2 separate regions of the Capra hircus genome follow, and region 2 is linked to region 1. The links are chromatin contacts, called in public Hi-C maps. All regions are on one chromosome and are shown on one strand. Each heading gives the region's core, a stretch centred on a gene start, on an enhancer-like site or on the middle of the called end of the contact. The rest is flanking DNA. Distances are from core to core; before and after follow the strand shown.

Region 1 (6,531 bases), core at 2,414-4,913:
CTCTTGCCTGGGAAATCCCATGGGCAGAGGAGCCTGGTAGGCTGCAGTCCATGGGGTCGCAAAGAGTCAGACATGGCTGAGCGACTAAACACCAACAACAAAGTGTTGAGAACAGTGTCTGGGGCATTTGTTTATTTCCTAGGGCCTGATTCCCTGTGCATGACTTGCCAGGGAGCCAGGTGGGCCAGGAAGGAGGGTGGAGATGACCTTTCCCGCAGACAAGACAGGAAACCCCTGCGCGTCCGGCCCCAGGCCAGCCCCACCCTTCATCGAAACTTCTAGCAGTGGCTTCCCCAGACACAGCAACCTGGGGCGGTTCTTCTGCACCGTTTCCAACCTCTCGCTTTTTTTTATCTTCACGGAGCAAACAGGAGAATGGGTTCTGGTCGTGGAGGGTCCAGGCAGGTGACCCCGGCCACCAGAGCCGCTGTACACGTGGATCTGAGTGCCCCTCTGAGTCCCAGTTTCCAGTTTTAATTGGGGGGGAAAAATTCCTTTTGCTGAGAATCATATCAACATTGTGATTTCAAAGGCAGCGTTTTCAGAGATCAAGCACTCTTCCCCTGTAGTTTAGAAATTTCTGTTCTCAGAACTTTGACCTTGATATAACCAGAAAGCTCAAAGCCCTCGCGTAGGCGACTGTCTGTCCCCACTGTCCCTTGTAAAGCGACCCGCGAGCAGCAGGAGCGACTGATGGCCCAATTTTCCAGATGAGGAGATGGAGGTTGCAGAGAGTCAGACGGGCCCCTCCGGGTCTCTCGGGGGATCCCACACCCTCACTCAGGAAGCCGGGCGTCTCCCCCAGTGGTGATTTCTCAACATCTGAAGACAGCATGTTAGAAGTCATCCTCTGATATAAAACCTGCTTGGCAACGACAGCCTGTTTGTCTTGCACAGTGTCCGGTGGAGGAGCAGTTCGCTGTGGGTGTTGAGTTTTGAGTCCTACATCTAACAGGAAGGCATTTGTTGTTTTCACTCTTTATTATGTGTTTTTATTTTTTCTTTGTTTTTGGCTTAGATATCACTATTTTGCACTGCAGATTTCACTTTTCACTATTGTTCCAATTTAAGATGTTAGATCTTGTTATAAATGCATGCAGAACAGCCCCTTAGACCAGCTCTTAGTTTTTTTTTTTTTAATGTCCTGCAAAGACACAGTTTCCATAACTTAGCAAGTAAGTGGCCATGGAGTTACCTAAGCAGTCCATCTGCCTCCTGAGAATGTTGGGTTTTCTCTTCTGATTGACAGTGTTGCACTGATGAATCATAGTTGTTGCCCCAATGTCATTGTGACCTACAAGGGGACCCTGGCCGAAGTCAGAGCTGTGCAGGAAATCCACCCGGGAGAGGAGGTGAGTGTGTGGCTCAGGGTGGCTGTGGCGGTGGGTACCATCCTCGGGTCCTCCGGGTTCAGGATCAGACCTGTGGCGTGGAGTCCATACTTTTCGCTCCCGCTGGGTGCTCACCGTGTCTACCTGTGAAAGTGTTAGTCGCTCAGTTGTGTCTGACTCTTTGTGATTCCATGGACTGTAGCCCACCAGCCTCCTCTGTCCATGGCATTCTCTGCCAAGAATACTGGAGTCGGTTGCCATGCCCTTCTCCAAGAGATCTTCCCCACCCAGGGACTGAACCTAGATGTCTCTTACATCTCCTGCATTGGCAGGTGGGTTCTTTACCACTAGCGCCACCTGGGAAGCTGTGGCCAAAGGGGTGGGGGGGGGTGGACAAGGAAGATTAAATTCGAATAAAGTTCCTCACAAAGATCTACAGAGATTTATAGAGAAACGAGACTGCCAAAATAACCATGATGAAATCTTAGAGGCTCTGAGTTCCCATTTCCAAATAATGGAGTTTACTTTTGATTCATGAATTTCGGCCTGTTTTTCTTCCCCCCAAAGAGCAAAGCAACCCAGCAGTAGCTAATGAGTTACAGCCCCAGATGACACATGGTGTGTTCACATCACATCCCCTGCACCTCTGCCCTTGAGACAGTTCCCTTCCTGGGGATGGAATTCAGATGGGGTGGGGAGAGGCAGTCTGCGGTCAGGGCCACCACGAGCTGCCCTTCCCAGCCTCGGGGTAGGGGGCGAGCCTGCTCAGCGATTCCCTTCTGTCCTGTGCCGTGTGGTTCCACAACCACCGCGTCAGGTGTCTCCCCTTGAAAATGCTGACCAGCCCTTACCAGATGTATGCTGCTGCTACTAAGTTGCTTCAGTCGTGTCCAACTCTGTGCGACCCCATAAATGGCAGCCCACCAGGCTCCCCCATCCCTGGGATTCTCCAGGCAAGAACACCGGAGTGGGTTGCCATTTCCTTCACCAGTGCACGAAAGTGAAAAGTGAAAGTGAAGTCGCTCAGTTGTGTCCGACTCTTAGCGACCCCATGGACTGCAGCCCACCAGGCTCCTCTGTCCATGGGATTTTCCAAGCAAGAGTACTGGAGTGGGGTGCCATTGCCTTCTCCGACCAGATGTATACAATACGTTCTTAAATCCTGATGTCCATAACAAGACACTTGAATTTTTAGGCAATGTAATCACTTTAAATACATTTCACTTAAAATAATTTGGGTTGGGAAGATCCCCTGGAGAAGGCAATGGCTACCCACTCCAGTATTCTTGTCTGGAGAATTCCATGGACCAAGGAGCCTGACTGCTACAGTCCATTGGGCCACAAAGAGATGGACGTGACTGAGTGACTAACACTACCGCTGTTTTTTTAAGTTACATGTCTGGATATTTAGAATCTTTTCAATATGATTAGTGTGGCAAAATGATCAAAGCCTCCATTTCTCTGGGTGGTGTTCAATAAGCCACAGCTGAACTGGGACCGCAGGTCCCATGTACAGATCAGACTTGCCGTCCTATAGGAAATGCGTCCTGCAGGGGGCACCCTGTTGAGGACCCGGGTGTCTCAGTTTATGAATGTCTTGTGGAGGCTGCCCCAGCACCTCTTGTTAAAACAGCCGACGCCTATCAGCCAGAACCTAAGTCCCCAAGCCCCTGCTCCTGGACTGCCTGGAGCACGTTGTCACCTGCCCTGGCTGTGTCTGGACCATGAGCTGTGATGCTGAGCGGCCTCTGTCGCCCTCTTCTGGGCCCTTCTGTCTGTTGCACCCCGTGCCCATCAGTCATTTCGAAGCGCTGAGGTGGGCTCTGGCCACCGGGCAGAACAGGCCTCCTTCCTGTGATTTTGCATGGCACCCCACTCCAGTACTCTTGCCTGGAAAATCCCATGGATGGAGAAGCCTGGAAGGCTGCAGTCCATGGGGTTGCTGAGGGTCGGACAATACTGAGTGACTTCTCTTTCACTTTTCACTTTCATGCATTGGAGAAGGAAATGGCAACCCACTCCAGTGTTCTTGCCTGGAGAATCCTGGGGACGGGGGAGCCTGGTGGACTGCCATCTATGAGGTCGCACAGAGTCGGACACGACTGAAGTGACTTAGCAGCAGCAGCAGCAGCAGCAGCAGCTGTCACCCATCAGAAAGTCACCCTCCGCATTTGTGGGGGGAGTTGCTGCTTTGGGGGTGACCTGCCCTTCAAAGGGGAGGAAGCCATTTGCTGGGGTGTCCGATGAGCCAGGGGTCTCCGTTTCTGCCCTCCGGGCTGGGGAGAGCTCGGGGCACCTGTGAGCACCCAGCTCGTGTGGGTCCCCGCCCCGGCCTGCCTGCCAGCACCCGAGGTGACTGGCACAGTGACGGCTGTGGGACACCCATCTGTTCCATCAGACGTTTGCCTGATGGTGTGGGACGAGCCGCCAGTGCTGTCCCCATGAGTAGATAATGGGCAGTTAAATGCCAGCCTCCTCCATATGCTCCAGGTCTCAGCTATAGAGACTGTTAGGAAAAAGCAAGGACAGGCGGCCTTGATGAGCCCAAAGGTACGACTTTTCCAGGTTTTCCGGCCTGGCTGGGTAAGGCAGCAGCGGGCTGGTGGCCTAGGAGCTGTGTCCTCCTGCACTGACCTGTCCCAGCCTGCTGATCTGACTTCCTGCTCCATCGCCAGCTGGTGGCAGGATAAAGGGAAGTGTGTGTGTGTGTGTGTCCACATATGCGCGTTCATGCTTCCCCACCACCCACCCAGCAGTGCATGTGAGCCATCCCAGGTCGTGAGATAAAAGACGCCTAACAAAGGCCAAGCGGAGACAGCAGAGGCCCCATCCCAAGGCCAAGCAGACTCTTTGCTGATGGTGCCCTTTGCTTCCCTTCCACAAGGGCGTCCACTGCTGGGCCAAAGCCCAGCTCACTCTCTGCGGAGGAGGGAGGCAGGGCTGCTCTGAATCCTCCAACTTACCACTTTAGGGACCCTTTGATTCTGTAAGAGGAGGTGGACAACACTAGCAGCACCAGTTGAAGGAATTCAGTGTGTTAGGGTGAAGATTGTATGCTGAGCTGTGGCCCTCCTCACAGCCACCATCAGGAGTGTCTGCAGAGCCAAACAAGGAGGACACAGCGTGAGCTGGCCTGTGGCAAACCAACTTTTCAGATTCCCTTAGGTTTTTATCGGGCTTCTCTGGTGTCTCAGACGGTAAAGAATCTGCCTGCAGTGCAGGAGACCGGGATTCGATCCCTGGGTCCTGGAGAAGGAAATGGCAACCCACTCCAGTGTTCTTGCCTGGAGAATTCCATGGACAGGGAAGCCTGGTAGGTGGCAGTTCTTGGGGTCACAAAGAGTCCAGACATGACTGAGCAACTAATGCTTTCATTTTTTCACTTTAGGTTTTTACCAGCTACATTGACCTCCTGTACCCAACGGAAGATAGGAATGACCGGTTAAGAGATTCTTATTTCTTCACCTGTGAATGCCGGGAGTGCACCACCAAAGACAAGGTCAGCACCTTCTCCCAGCACAGATGCTGACTTGGCTCTCTCTCAGGACCTTTCTGCCAAGCGAGCACCCCTGCCTGAGTTGGGCGTCTCCTCGTGTTTTTGAGCCTTTAAACCTGCTTTACTAGCACAGCCCAGGGGATCCAGTCAGACCAGGTCTCTGTTCCAACTTGATTCTCCGAGCTGATGAAAACATTTCCATCACATTGTACAAATAAGAGAAGGATTCGCCAAATTGCTATTTCTTTAAAAGAAATGGATGCTCCAAAGAGAGGGGAGGGAGAAAGATGAGCAGCGAGGTCCACCCACAAGGAGGTGGACAGCACTCTCCAGCTTTCCCATTCTTCACCAGACTCCACAGAATTTTCTCGGACGTCACCCAGGTTACCTTGTCGGTGCCTCCCTCCTTACTTTATTCCCTTGACTTCATAGATGTGTGAAGACATATTTGCCCACAGCAAACATCGAGGCAGGTGTCCTGCCTCGATAAGGGGCACCTCAAAAATGAGTAGTATTGTCTTTCTGTGAGTAGGAAATGAGTATCGAACTTGCCCGCTGCCTGATTCCCTTTCATTCTTTCGTAACCTTAGAAGGGGCAAGCCTGTCCCTCTGGGTGGGGAAATGTTCTATTTGAGAGATTCACCCATCAGTATGGTTTCCGTGGGAAGTAACCTATGGCCATCTCCCTCAGGATAAGGCCAAGGTGGAAATTCGAAAGCTGAACGACCCCCCGAAGGCAGAAACCATCCGCGACATGGTCAGATATGCGCGCAATGTCATTGAGGAGTTCCGGCGAGCCAAGCACTACAAATATATCCTTTGCAACCTTCCCGGTCTTACAGGGGGCGTTGGCGAGCTGGGCACCGGAAGCAGGAGAAGGGTGGGTTTCTGAGTATCGAAGGCAAGACGTTTCCTATCAAAGGATGGCCAGGGTGAAGACTTCCTGGCCATCCACGACCTGTAGTCAGCTGCGTCAGTGTTTCCCAATGTTGCCCTTATTTTTCTGTGTTGGACTAGTTTGCTCAGGAGCTCATCCTGGTGGACGGCTTTTATTTTCTAAAAGTGGAGAACAGTTCCTTGAAGACCCTTACTGATCGAGTATCTTCCTTTGGGCAAGGCACCTTACTGAGGGTTTTGCTGTGTAACAGGTGGAAACAGGCTTATAGGTAGCAGGTCATTTGCCCAGGGCACGCTGTTCAGCAGGGCAAGGTTTTGCCCCAGGTTTGCCAGCACAATCCATATTTTTAACCACCATATTATAGCGTTTTCTTGGGTAGATTTGTACTGAAGAAAGGAAACCAGTGAAAGGGAATTAAAGAAAGGCTTTTTTTTTTTTTTCCTGAGCGTAAGAAAGAGCTTTCCTGTGTTGGAGAACGCTTCCTTAAGAGCTTTAGCGAAAGTTCCCAGCTTGGGTGAGGATTTAGATTTAACCAGAAGATTGAAGATTTTTTTTATTCTAATCAACATTGTTCACAGCTGAAGGAAGGCTGTGTTCCCTGTGGCTAAAATTCTTTAGTTGTGTTTAACAGCTGAGGTCTTCCGTTTTTCCTAGATTTTTTTTCCTTCCAGAAAAATATGAGTCCTTTCACTTGCTTGCCTTTCTGTAATTTACTTTTTCAGACGGTGTAGCTGGGGATGGAGTGGGCAAAACAGTAACTCCTTGCCCCATTTCCGCTGCTCCCCGCCCCCTGCCCCCTCCCCCCT
Region 2 (6,390 bases), core at 1,185-3,684, 120 kb before region 1:
TAGATGGCAGAAACGGACAAGAAAAGGACGGGAAGCCACAGCGGGGACACCCAGGTGGCTCCCAGTTTGCATCACAAAACGTATTTTGCCTACAGTGTAGTTTGTTTCAAGTAACAAATTCTCCCTCAAAGTGAGCTAGCTCCCAAGTAAAAACTGTAATTGATTGAAATTCTCCAGCCACCCAGTCCCAGGATCGTGAGGATGGACCGTCCCAGCGGTTTCCTCTATAAAGCTGTCATCCAGCTCTGGCGGGTGCTGACCACCCCCGGACTCATTCCCAACTTCTCTTTCTGCTGCAGGAACTCTTGGGGCTGTGCAAGTGATAATGTCTGGAAAGTCCTTGGCAATGTCTGAAGAGTTCTACCCCTGTTGAGTTAAGAGAAAGGCCATCTGTGTATTTCTCCAACAATGTATGTCAAGCACCTGCTGTATGCCAGGCTCTGGGTTCAACCCAAAGTCTGCCCGCCACTATTTATCTCCTCCTGATTTCCCTGCTGCTCACTGTTGGAAAATGATCTAGGAAAGTTAGTTCTGTGGTTTCATTTCCTAAGTGGCTCTGCCGCAAACATAGGAGAAACTGAAACCATCCTGGAGAGAACAGCAAAAAACCTAAGAGAATTTGATTATCATCCTAAGTAATAACTGTTACCTAAATGATAGGCAAACACCTAATAAGAGGTGTTTACCTCTTGAAATAGTAATAGAGAGAATTCAGAATCTATAAAGGAAAGTATATTACTAAACTTGATTATATAAAATTTTTATCTTCTCAACTGTAGAAAGTGTTTTAAAATTCAAAATAAAAAGACTGCAAAACACATGACAAAGGACAAATATTCTTAAATACATTTAGGCTAAGAACTTGTAAATTAATCAAACGTGTATCAATAACCCTTCTTAAATCAGCAATATGGGCAAAGGCATGCAGTTCATTGGATTTTTTTGGTTTTCAAAGAGAAAATAGCCAATAAAACATCAGTTCAGTTCAGTCGCTCAGTCATGTCTAACTCTGTGACCCCATAGACTGCAGCACACCAGGCTTCCCTATCCATCACCAACTCCCGTAGCTTGCTCAAACTCATGTCCATCACGTTGGTGATGCCATCCAACCATCTCATCCTCTGTCGTCCCCTTCTCCTGCCCTCAATCTTTCCCAGCATCAGGGTCTTTTCAAATGAGTCAGTTCTCTGCATCAGGTGGCCAAAGTACTGGAGTTTCAGCTTCAGCATTAGTCCTTCCAATGAATATTCAGGACTGGTTTCCTTTAAGATGGGCTGGTTGGATCTCCTTGCTGTCCAAGGGACTCTCAAGAGTCTTCTTCAACACCACACTTCAAGAGCATCAATTCTTTGGCACTCAGCTTTCTGGAAAAACCATAGCCTTGACTAGATGGACCTTTGTTGGCAAAGTAATGTCTCTGCTTTTTAATATGCTGTCTAGGTTGGTCATAGCTTTTCTTCCAAGGAGCCAGCATCTTTTAATTTCACGGCTGCAGTCACAATCTGCAGTGATTTTGGAGCCCCAAAAAATAAAGTCTGTCACTATTTCCATTGTTTCCCCATCTATTTGCCATGAAGTGATGGGACCAGATGCCATGATCTTCGTTTTCTGAATGTTGAGTTTTAAGCCAACTTTTTCACTCTCCACTTTCATTTTCATCAAGAGGCTCTTTGGTTCCTCTTTGCCTTCTGCCATAAGGATGGTGTCATCTGCATATCTGAGGTTATTGATATTTCTCCTGGCAATTCTGATTCCAGCTTGTGCTTCATCCAGCCCAGCATTTTGCATGATGTACTCTGCATATAAGTTAAATTGGCTCAATTTTATTTATAATTAAATGCATTTTTAATGCGTTAGGCTTTATTTCTCTATATTCAGTTTATTTTGTTGTTTCTGGCCATGCTGGGTCTTCACTCCTGTGTGCAGGCTTTCTCTTGTTGTGCTGAGAGCGGCTTACCCTCTGGCTGGGCTGTGTGGGCTTCTCATCGCGGTGGCCTCTCTGGTTGCAGAGCACAGAGCTCTATGCATGTGGGTTCAGTAGTTGTTGTGGTGCGTGAGCCTAGTTGCCCATGGGGTTGCATGGGGGTCTTCCTGGTCTGGGTATCAAACCCATATCCCCTGCATTCACTGGCAGATTCCCAACCACTGAACCATCAGAGAAGTCCAAAAGCACATTTAAATAGCTTACTTTTGAGTGTAGCTCTCTCCCAGGATACTAACAAGTGGAAACTGGCCAAAGTTTTAAAGGAGCAATTTGGCAACATTTAAAAACATGCCCGCGTGGCCTTGACTCAGACATCCCAGTTTTCTCTGCTTCCCTCACTCCCTGGGTGCACTCACCCACTCCCGTGTCTTCAAACGTGTCCTGTTGGCCACTGGTGCCCAAACCAGGTAGCCAGCCCTGAGCGCCCCTCTGCCCGCGGCTCCTATCTGAACCTGCCCCCAGCTGTGTGACAAACATGGCAAAGCTCAGCCCCCACAGGGACCCTTCCTCACTGCCCCGCCTCCTCAGACGGGAGCTTGCTGCCTCTCCCCTCCCACCCCCTCTCAGTAAATGGCCCCACCATTTAGCATTTTAGCAAAGTCTCAAACCCGGCGTCATCCTTGATACTCCTTTCTCTTTGACCATGCCAGAAACATTTCTGTCTCGGGCTTTTGCACTTGCTGTTCTAGAATGTTCTCTCCCTCGCTGTGTGATGGGAACTCCGATGTTCAGCCCAATGTTCAGGTCTTTCATTCAGAGAAGTCTTCCCTGACCTCCCTTTCTGAAACAGAAACCCTATTGCTCTCCACTCCCTCGCCCTGCTTTGTCATTCTCAGCCCACATCTTGACATACCAACATATCTGCCTATTTATTATCTTTCTATCCACTGCCAGATAAGCACCATTAAAACAGAGCCCTCCTCTGTCTTCAGCACAGTGTTCCTAATACTTAGAACATTTCCTGGCACATAGCAAGCTCTTAAAAATAGGTACAGAATAAGTGGGTCTAGGACCCTAACCTGTAGATGCTCATTGCAGACTATATATATATGTATAAAATATAATTACTTACTATATATACACTATAGTAAGTAATTATATTTAATATACGTTCAATTAAATGTGCCTTAATAGGGACTTGTTGCTGTTGTTTAGTCGCTCAGTCATGTCCAACTCTTTTGTGACTCTGTAGACTGTAGCCCGCCAGGCTCTTCTATCCATGGGATTTCCCAGGCAAGAATACTGGAGTGGGTTGCCATTTCCTTCTCCAGAGGATCTTCTCAACTCAGAGAACAAACCCTGTCTCCTGTATTGCAGGCAGATTCTTTACTGCTGGGCCCCCAGGGAAGACCCTTAATAGGGACTAGTTAACAATTACATGAACTATGATAATCTTTTTAAAAACTTCAATTTCTGCATATAGAATATAGAGGGGATAGAAATACCTACCTCATGTGGTTTTTATGAGAATAAAATAAAATAATGCTCAGTAATTGGTACCTAGACACACTCAAGAAATGAAGTCACTACTTAGCAGTCATTTTTTAAAAATGAGTGAAATCATCAATATCTTTAGACCATGAAATTATTGCAGCTTGTTTTATGTCCCTGGATATCTTCCAGTGTCTCCTAGTTTATAGTCTATGGAAAATTGAATAAAATCTTTATCGTACTGTTGTGTGAAAATTATAGAAACCAATTATATTGGAACAACATGTCATTAAATGAAATAAAGGCTGAAGTTACAAAGCAGTGTGAATATTAATATAGCACTAGAATAAGGAAAATATCTGGGAACTGGGCTTCCCAGGTGGCGCTAGTAGAAAAGAACTCACCTGCCAATGCAGGTAAGAGGTGTGGTTCAATCCTTGGGTTGGGAAGAGTCCCTGGAAGAGGAAATAGCAACCCACTCCAGTATTCTTGCCTGGAGAATCCCATGGACAGAGGAGCCTGACAGGCTATAGTCCAAAGGGATCACAAAAGTCAGACACGACTGAAGCTACTTAGCACACAGACAACCTCCAAACTAGTGATGACTGGTCCGCTACCTAAGGCAAATAGAGTTCTCAGAGAAAGACACAGGGAAGAGAGCAGGAACCAGGCATATTGTTATTTTATTTAAATATATTTCTGTACCATTTTTGAAAGTTTTTTAAAACATATTTACTTCTTTTACAATGCTTTTTTTTTTTTAAGCTTTGAAAACAGATGGTACATGGAAACCAGAGAATCCAGAGCTCAGACTATCAGAGAAGCACTCTGTTGTTAGGCTGCAAGAGGGAACTGCATTAACCTTCCAGAAAGCTGAAGGTGAGTTAGTAAAGGGATTTTGACCCTAAGCTGCCCTGAGGTCTCACTGATGATATCTGACACTATACTAAAAGTTTGAGAAAAGTGTAGTTATTAGATTTGACTTTTAAGGAAGCTCACAGGATGGCTATGAGGCTTAAGTGAACTAACAAATTTGAAACACAGAGCCTTGTACACAACAAGTGTCCATTAAATACCAGCTGCGTCAGAATCTGATGCAGAGAGGAACATGTGTGAGGATAAAGAGAGATATTAAACTGCATTTACTGTTTGCTTGCTTCACTGATTATTGAGCAGCTACTATGGACAAGGCTTTGGGGCAGGTATGGCACCGAGCGGACAGACTGCTGCTTTGCCCTCTGGAGAATGTCTTCCCTTAGTCCTTGAACCACTGCAGGGCCCCCGGGGTTAGCCAAGACTTGGGGAAGCTTGGCTATTTATGTATCATGCTGGATTTTTGTCTACAATTAAGTTTAAAGAGTGACAGAAACTCAATGTCTACATTTAAGTTTAGAAACTTAATCTGTATCACAAGTGCTTTCCTGAGCAATGAAATGGCATGAAAGTTGTCCCTAAACAGCAGTATTCCAGAAGGGTAATTCGGATGAAATAACATCCTTCACAGATGTCAACAGGTTCTCTGCACCATTCACGTGGCAGATCTGGCAACCACAAAGGTTCTAAGGAGAAAAGTCCACACTTTCAGTGCAAAGTAACTTCCCTGGTAGCTCAGCTGGTAAAGAATCCGCCTGCAATGCGGGAGACACTGGTTCGGTTCCTAGGTTGGGAAGATCCCCTGGAGAAGGGATAGGCTACCCACTCCATTATTCTTGGGTTTCCCTGATGGCTCACACAGTAAAGAATCCACCCACAAAGTGGGAGACCTGGGTTTGATCCCTGGGTTGGGAATCCCCTGGAGGAGGGCATGGCAACCCACACTAGTATTCTTGCCTGGAGAATCCCCATGGACAGAGGAGCCTGGCGGGCTACAGTCCCTGGGGTCACAAAGAGTCAGACACAATTGAGCGACTAAGCGCAGCACAACCCGTTCCCTAAGAAGGGGGTTTTCTACAAGTAAGGTTAAAACTCACTGTTGTTATGCTCATGTACGAGAGTCAAGGTTCCCATGGACACTTCTGGAACATTATTTACTTGAAAAGGGCCATACATCCCAAGCACCAGTAGCCCAGGGAGGAAGCATCAGCGCCGGGAGGCAGATTGGGATACAATTTCAACAAAACTGCCCCGAGCACCCTCCCAGGTCCAACCTGGAAGACTGTCTTTGAAAGAGCTCGGTCCATACAGAAATCATACACATTTGCGGCTATCTGCTTACATGGATTTGTTGTGCTGACCCTCCATCCATTCATTTCACAAGAATTTCCTTAGAATCACTATGATTGCCCTTTTTGACTTCTCTTATGGGGAACAGTTCAGTACCACGCTCAGAGTGGATGCCATCTGTAGATGTTGGGAACAGAGCAAGTGGGCACGAAAAAAAAATTACATAAGTCCTTTGAACCACAGAAAACGTCCTAGAGCTTTGTTCTGTTTTTTCTCCATACTACCTTCTGCTCAAGCAAGGCATTGAACAGAGGATGCAGAAATAGCAAGGCTGGCCCTGTTATTAATATTTGTGGAAGGGGAATGAGCAAGACTAAACTGAAGGCCACTGAGGCCCACAGTTCTGGGATGGTTTCTGTGGAAGGAAACAGTCAGGAAGAAGTTCTGCTTCTTGTTGCCCACTTCTGATGACCCTTCAGGACTAACCTAATCCCATTAGCTGCTGCTCCTTATGAAGTATCCTTTCTGTCTGCCTAAATGGAGGAGACCCAGGTTCCATCCCTGGGTCAGGAAGATCCCCTGGGGAAGGGTCAGCTGCCCACTCCAGTATTCTCACCTGGAGAAGTCCATGGACAGAGGAGCCTGGAGGGCTACAGTCCATGGAGTCACAAAGAGCTGGACATGACTGAGCGACTAACGCTTTCACTTTTCTACCTTTGGTTTAAACTAAACCAGATATCACCAAAAGTTGGTTTTGTTTTAAACCTTCTCCCTCCATTTTAGGATCTGAATTCAAATTATGAGCTTAGTCC

Evidence for each region. Hi-C and Micro-C count contacts between places; a contact is called where the count stands out from the background.
Region 2: a contact with region 1 is called in a Hi-C map of liver, with 4 times the contacts expected there. The contact joins two enhancer-like sites. A contact is called at or near these places in 3 of 5 Hi-C or Micro-C datasets (blood and liver).

Annotation. Positions count from the first base shown.
Region 1 is chr16:67,880,368-67,886,898 of ARS1.2, reverse strand. SMYD2 (N-lysine methyltransferase SMYD2) reads left to right here. Exons shown (of 12, transcript XM_018060735.1): 7 at 1,250-1,352; 8 at 4,720-4,830; 9 at 5,519-5,639. Among named protein-coding and RNA genes, the nearest start is that of SMYD2, 45 kb to the left of the region's middle. Within about 2 kb of position 3,663, at least 1 of the 5 cell types and tissues checked has an H3K27ac peak or open chromatin away from gene starts, as enhancers often do.
Region 2 is chr16:67,995,180-68,001,569 of ARS1.2, reverse strand. No RefSeq gene overlaps it. Among named protein-coding and RNA genes, the nearest start is that of SMYD2, 70 kb to the right of the region's middle. Within about 2 kb of position 2,434, at least 1 of the 5 cell types and tissues checked has an H3K27ac peak or open chromatin away from gene starts, as enhancers often do.